Linked DNA regions of Sus scrofa: region 2 is linked to region 1. Evidence: chromatin contacts called from public Hi-C data. All regions are on one chromosome and are shown on one strand. Each heading gives the region's core, a stretch centred on a gene start, on an enhancer-like site or on the middle of the called end of the contact. The rest is flanking DNA. Distances are from core to core; before and after follow the strand shown.

What was found. A called contact is a pair of places that touch in the nucleus more often than the background predicts.
Region 2: a contact with region 1 is called in a Hi-C map of omental adipose tissue, with 2.3 times the contacts expected there. The contact joins two enhancer-like sites. A contact is called at or near these places in 1 of 5 promoter capture datasets (liver), 17 of 47 Hi-C or Micro-C datasets (adipose tissue, alveolar macrophages, embryonic fibroblasts and 11 more) and 1 of 2 datasets of contacts at active chromatin or transcription factors (skeletal muscle).

Annotation. Positions count from the first base shown.
Region 1 is chr9:6,767,955-6,771,148 of Sscrofa11.1, reverse strand. No RefSeq gene overlaps it. Among named protein-coding and RNA genes, the nearest start is that of FOLR1, 16 kb to the right of the region's middle. Within about 2 kb of position 1,433, at least 13 of the 83 cell types and tissues checked have an H3K27ac peak or open chromatin away from gene starts, as enhancers often do. A contact at or near this core is called in omental adipose tissue, where this site is marked.
Region 2 is chr9:6,965,173-6,968,628 of Sscrofa11.1, reverse strand. All of the region lies in intron 3 of CLPB (caseinolytic peptidase B protein homolog), which reads left to right. Among named protein-coding and RNA genes, the nearest start is that of CLPB, 120 kb to the left of the region's middle. Within about 2 kb of position 1,283, at least 7 of the 83 cell types and tissues checked have an H3K27ac peak or open chromatin away from gene starts, as enhancers often do. A contact at or near this core is called in omental adipose tissue, where this site is marked.

The DNA.
Region 1 (3,194 bases), core at 184-2,683:
TACGGCTCATGCCTTCGGTTTAGTGTCTTAGAAATCATCACCTAACCCAAGATCCACCTATATTTTCTCCCATTATCTTCTAGGAGATTTATAGCTTTGTATCTGTGCTCCCTGTAGGTCTGTGAACCATTTTAGGCTTTTTTTGGGGGGAAGGAGAGCCCGCACCTACGGCATGTGGAGGTTCCCAGGCTAGGGGTCTAAACAGAGCTGTAGCCGCCGGCCTACACCACGACCACAGCAACACCGGATCCGAGCTGTGTCTGCAACCTACACAACAGCTCACAGCAACACTGGATCCTTAACCCACTGAGCAAGGCCAGGGATCGAACCCGCAACCTCATGGTTCCTAGTCGGATTCGTTTCCACTGTGCCACAACGGGAACTCCCTGTGAACCATTTTAAATTATATTTTATGAGGGCATAAGGTCTGTGTCTACATTAATCTTTTTTTGCGTGTGGGTGCTCACTCGTTGCAGCACCATTTGCTCAGAAGACTTGTCTTTGCTAAATTTTATTGCCTTTGCTCTTTGGTCAAAGGTCAGTTGAGCATATTTATGTGGTTATATTGGAGGGCTTTCTGATCTGTTCTGATTCGTCTCTCCTTCTGTCAATACCGCAGTGTCCTGGTTACCGTAGCGTTATAGTAGGTCTGGAAGTCAGTCATGTGGTGTCTGTATTCCAGCTGTGTTCTTCTCCTTCGATACTGTCTGGGCCGTCCAGGCTCTTTTGCTTCTCCACGTAAACTTTACGATCGATTTGTTAGTATCTCAAAACTAATTTGCTGGGATTGGGATTGAGACTGCTTTGGATCTTTAGGTCAGGTTGGGAACAACTGACATCTTTTTTTTTTTTTTTTTTTTTTTTTTTTGCTATTTCTTTGGGCCGCTCCTGCGGCACATGGAGGTTCCCAGGCTAGGGGTCGAATCAGAGCTGTAGTCTCCGGCCTATGCCAGAGCCACAGCAACACAGGATCCGAGCCGCGTCTGCAACCTACACCACAGCTCACGGCAACGCCGGATCGTTAACCCACTGAGCGAGGGCAGGGACGGAACCCACAACCTCTTGGTTCCTAGTCGGATTTCGTTTCCACTGTGCCACAATGGGAAGGCTCAGATATTTTAAATAATATAATGTGACAACTCCAGAAATCAACTTCTTGCTATTTATTTGTTTATTGACTTTTGCTATTTATTTGTTTATTGATTTTCATGGACTGTTTCTACAAAGTGTGTTTCCTTTGGCCCATGTAGTCACTGAAGTTTCTTCTTGGTTCACTTAGTGGTCAGCTAATGACTGGACAGAGGTTTCCTTCAGTTTAGCCTTGAAGCAGTAAGACTCCTACTCTTTGCTAAGGCCTCTGTATGTTGGTGCAGCAAGCCTTCAAATACTCTGGCAGTTTTTTCTGCTTTATTCTTCACTTCCTGCTTAAACAGGGCCTCAAGGTCACCAGAGCTGAGAGGCTGGGGCCTTTTCAAGTATTTCCTGGACATACTCATAGTTCTGCAAATGCACATGAATTTCAAGATCCCCATTGTCGGAGTTCCCGTCGTGGTGCAGCAGAAACAAATCCAACTAGGAACCATGAGCTCGTGGGTTCGATCCGCGGCCTCGCTCAGTGGGTTAAGGATCTGGCGTTGCTGTGAGCTGTGGCGTAGGTCGCAGACTTGTTTCGGATCTGACGTTGCTGTGGTGTAGGCCAGCAGCTGTAGCTCCCATTTGACCCCTAGCCTGGGAAGATCCCCAGTTATGGAGTTCCCGCTGTGGCACAGTGGGATCAGCGGCATCTCTGCAGCAGCAGGACAGAGGGTCAATCCCTATTCAGCCCGGCACAGTGGCTTAAAGGATCCAACGTTGCCACAACCATGGCTCAGATCTGATCCCTGGCCCGGGACCTCCATGTGCCCTAGGGTGACCAAAAAAGAAAAAGGAACAAAAAAAAAGATTCTCAGGTGTGTGTCAGAATTTTTCAAAGCTCCGTATTGGCATCTCATTCCCCGCTGTTCCTCTTAAGGTTTGCATCCAGCCTTTGTTTGCCGCTGTTGGGTTCCTGCCTTAGGAGGCTGGCACGGCAGATAACTAGCTGCCAGTTGTTTCAACTCCTACAGATGGGGTGTCTCACTGTGGGGGCTCAGAGGCAGACAAGCCCTGTGAATGGAGCTCTGAACAGGAGCTTCCAGATAAGTCAAGCCGTGACCCTTCCCTAGAGGGAGGGCTTTTTGGAGAGTTTCACACCCTCTGTGCCCCCTCTAGTGGCTGCTGGGCCTCTGGTTTTCGTGACACTGCTGAATTTGGGGACTTCGGTGGCGTTGGGAGAGGACGGAAAAAAGCAAGTCAAAATGCCTCGAAGCTCGCTGAACTGTGAGATTCAGCCGTTTTTCTTGCATAAATTCTTCTTCGAGTTTTTAAAGCTTGGTTAATTTCTGGAGTTTGTGGAAAAGTTGATTTTGACAAGTGTTGCCAGTGCTTCTGCTTTTGTGGAGGAGGGGATTTTCAGACGTCCTCATTCTGTCATTTTAGAGGCACTCCTTCAGGTTACTGCTATTTTAAGAATTATAAAGTTTTAAATAACCTCGTTCACTTGTAAGTAAAACAGCCTTTGGGTATACAGTCTACTGGGGTTATTTTTAAATTTACTTAATGTTTGGGAGTTCCCATTGTGGCGCAGTGGAATCGAATCCAACTAGGAGCCATGAGGTTGTGGGTTCGATCCCTGGCCTCACTTGGTGGATTAAGGATCCAGCATTGCTGTGAGCTGTGGTGGCAGACACAGCTCGGATCCTGTGTTGCTGTGGCTGTGGTGTAGGCCGGCAGCTACAGCTCCGATTGACCCTTAGCTTGGGAACCTCCATGTGCCGCGGGTGCAGCCCTAAAAAAGGACAAAAGACAAATAATAATAATTTGCTTAATGTTTAAAGTTTTTTTCATTGAAGTATAGTTTATTTACAATGTTGTGTTAGTTTCACGTGGACAGCAAAGTGAACAGTATACTGTTAACATAAATAAAAGTTATTTTTCATTTTTCCTGTGTGTTTTACCCTTGGAGCAAAGTTTACGTCCTTACTAACCTGAAGGTGACCTTCCACTTCTCAAAAAGTGCATTAATTTGGGGGGTTCTGTGTTGATTTGCATCATGGTTTTGTATCATGGTCTAACATAAAACAATAGGATCCCTCATCTCTAGAGAAGTTAAAATT
Region 2 (3,456 bases), core at 34-2,533, 200 kb before region 1:
CGGGAAGACTGGTTGGCAGCTTCTTCTGAACGTCACGGGTAGGAGACAGCCAGCCAGCTGTGGAGAACCTCAGCAGCGGCAGGCAGTTGGCCAGCGCAGGAGCAGAGGACAGCCAGGGCCTACTGGGCCGGCTTGGGAGGAGGGTGCCCGTGAGGGGGCGCCAGCCCTGGGACTGGGCCTCTGGAGTGCTGGCCCCACTGCCGGTTGGCTGTGCGGCCGTGGGTGGGCAGTCTCTTCACTTCTTCAGTGATGTGGACTCTAAGAGACTTGCCAGACCGCCTTCCCCGGATCTCGAGCCTTCCAGGCAGGGGGTCTCTCATCATCTGCGCGGTTTCTCCTCCTTTGGGTCGTCCTTGCCTCATCTTCCAGGAAGCCTTCCCTGACGCTCCAGGCCCGGGCAGGCTCCCCTAGTACCTCGTGCTCCCTCTGTCACCCTCTTGGGCATGGATCGTCCAGTTTCTTGTCTCTCTCTCTCAGGACTGAGAGTGTCGGAGGTGGCAGACCAGTGCCGTATCGTGCATGCAAATAGTTAAACACTTCGTGAACATTGTAAGAGTGTTCTGTCGGTGGTAAGCGTTAGCTTGTCATTTGCAGTCATAAGGAACCTGTGAGTGGGGGACCCGACCTCCCCTAGAAAAGACATGAAAATGGCCCGCTCCCTCAGCCCTCTGGTCCTTGAGCCGCGGGGCTGCCGTGTGCCAGCGCTGCCCGAGGCCCTGCTGGGTCCGTGGGGAGCCGGACGCACACCTCTCCTCCTGAAGTCGGCCGTTCACCGTGCAGATGGGAGGTTGCAGTGTGATGGGCACTGCGGAGGCCTGGCGCCGAGAATCCTGAGCGCCTGCGAGAGCTGTCCTGCCCTCAGTGAAGCTTCCCGGAAGCCCGAGTCCGGGAGGGAGAGGAGGCGTCCGCCCGGGTGGAGGGCGGAGGCGCTTTCCTCCCGCGGCAGGAGGACAGCAGCAAGTGCCAAGGACCGAAAAGGCCGATGAGACGGCAGCTCGGGGGTGCCGGGTGCCTGGGGAGCAAGCAGGTGCTTCAGGGCTTGGAGCCCGGAGGGGGGCTGCGGCCAGGAGCTCTGTCCCCTGCCAGCCTCGGTGGCCGCTGAGGCGGGGTGGGGCGAGGGTGGTTGTGAGGGGGTTGATGTGCTCAGCGGCCCTGCTGATGCCAAGGAACCTTAGGAGCCAGCTCGCCAGCTCCAGCATCTTCTGGGCCCCGACCCGGTCCCAGGCAGTGAGGCTACAAAGCTGCAGTCCCCAGGGCTGCCTGGCAGAGCCAGCTTCCAGCTCTGTGTGCACGTCGCCCTCGCTGTGCCCACATGCTGCTTCTCAAAAGTCCTAGCTCAGTCATGGCCATGGCACACATCCTTTCAGCATGGCAGGGAACCAGCTGGATTTTTCCCAAAGAATTTGCCTGGAATCTGAGGAACAGAGAGAAATGCAGGAACATTAAAAACAGCCAAGCTGCCGTGTTCCTGGGCTTAGCATACTCATTGAGTGTTTTGCCAGTTTCTCCTCCGTCGCGGTCCTGAATGAGGAGCCTTCTCAGAACATCTCACGTCTGAACTTGCGGCCCTTCTCCATCCTGTCCCGTTCCCTTGCCTCCCTTCCGGGCAGGGGTCCCAGGCCCAGAGGCCTCTCCTTGTGCCTCTGTCAGTGGGTCTGCCCGAGAGGCAGGAGTCCTGGGGCTGGAGACCTGAGGAATCTGAGGAGCTGGACTAGATTCCCAGCTGTGAGTCTGGGAAACAAGGCTTGGATCCGTTCGTTAGCCCTGTGACCTGGGACGCAGCCTCGCCTCTGGGCCGAGATTCTTCATCTGCCAGTGGGTGGGGAGTGACCGTGAGCAATAAATGCGGACCCCGAGAGCGCTGGGCCCAGCTCGAGCAGAGCAGATGCTCAGGGCATCAGGGGAGGTGGGGCTCCTGTTTTTGGCTTCACCCTCAGCAGGTGGAAGTTCCCAGGCCAGGGATTGAACCCGTGCTGCGGCAGCGATGACAATGCTGGATCCTTAACCGGCTGTGGAGCTGTGGAGCCCAGTAGGTGTTGGTTTTGAGTATTAATTACACCAGGTTTTTTGCTCTTGAGTTAGCAAAATTAGGGTGATAGAATTCTCTGCATATTCAGTTTTTAACATCTATGTTTTCCTTTTTTTTTTTTTTTTTTTTTTTTGCTTTTTAGTGCTGCACTCAAAGCATATGGAAGCTCCCAGGCTAGGGGTCGAATCAGAGTTTCAGCTGCTGGCCTACACCACAAGCACAGCAACGCCAGATCCAAGCCTCGCCTGCAACCTGCACCACAGCTCACGGCAACCCCAGATCTCTGACCCACTGAGCGAGGCCCGGGATCAGACCCATTCCTCATGGATACGAGTCGGATTCGTTTCCACTGTGCCCCAACGGGAACTCCCTACCTGCTATGTTCTTCTAAAGTTCCTGGTGGTGAGACCCCAAAGAGACCCCCACACTAATGAACACAAGCTAAATAGAAATATTAAGGGGGAGCAAAAAAAAATCTCTCCAGCCCGTCATGCTTGCTTTTACTACTTTTTTTTAAGAACCCACGTATCTTTAGTTTCATTGAACTTTTATAGCATATTACTTCACTAACATAACTTTTAATATATTTTACATATACCGTGTATTTGTGTATTATAAAAACCATCAAATAATGTTTTAATAACTTGTTGAACATTTCTATCGGTGGCCAGTGTTTGTTGAATGCCTTTTTTTTTGAGATAGGCATTGCGCGAGGGTTTCATCACTGCGTCTGCACAGGTGTGTGTGTGACGCAGCCGCATTTCATAGAGGATGAACCAGACACTTGGGTCCCTTGAGTGCTGTGCCCAAAGCTGCCTGCTTGGGAGCGCCCACCCCCACCCCCCAGGGAGCCACCCCGGAGCTTGCCTGGGTCAGGGTCTCCTCCTGGTACTTTTTCAGGCTCAGGTAGGTGTTTCTTGGCTCAAAGGAGAACCTTACTAGGCATCCACAAGGTTCCCCAAGGTAAATAGCAAAGCCAGATCCCTTCTCTGTCCTGCCCTCAGCTCCACTCTGCATGGACAGGCCCCTCCGCATCCCCGCCAGCCACACCTGGCTCCCCACTGCCCCAAGACCCCATTCCAACCAGACTGGACTTCTCCAGTCCTACCTGTGGGTCTCTTCTGTCTAGATCCTGTTCTGGTTCATCGCCGCCTTCAAGCGCTTCTTCCAGAAAGCACAGCCTCTCTAGCACTAACAGCTGCCGTTAGATATCCGCGCCGTGTGCGGCAGGCTGCTGACAGTGTAGACTGTTACCGTCGTTCTTTGCTGCCGTATCGCGAAACCGATTGTGTTATGTCAGTTTCCCAGTGGAGGCTCAGGTGGATTTAGTGCTTCCTACCCCACGGCTGTTTTAAACTGGGGCCCACATGAGTGCACAGTATGTGTTTTTCCGAATCTGACTACTATCCATGAGGAACAGGTTCGAT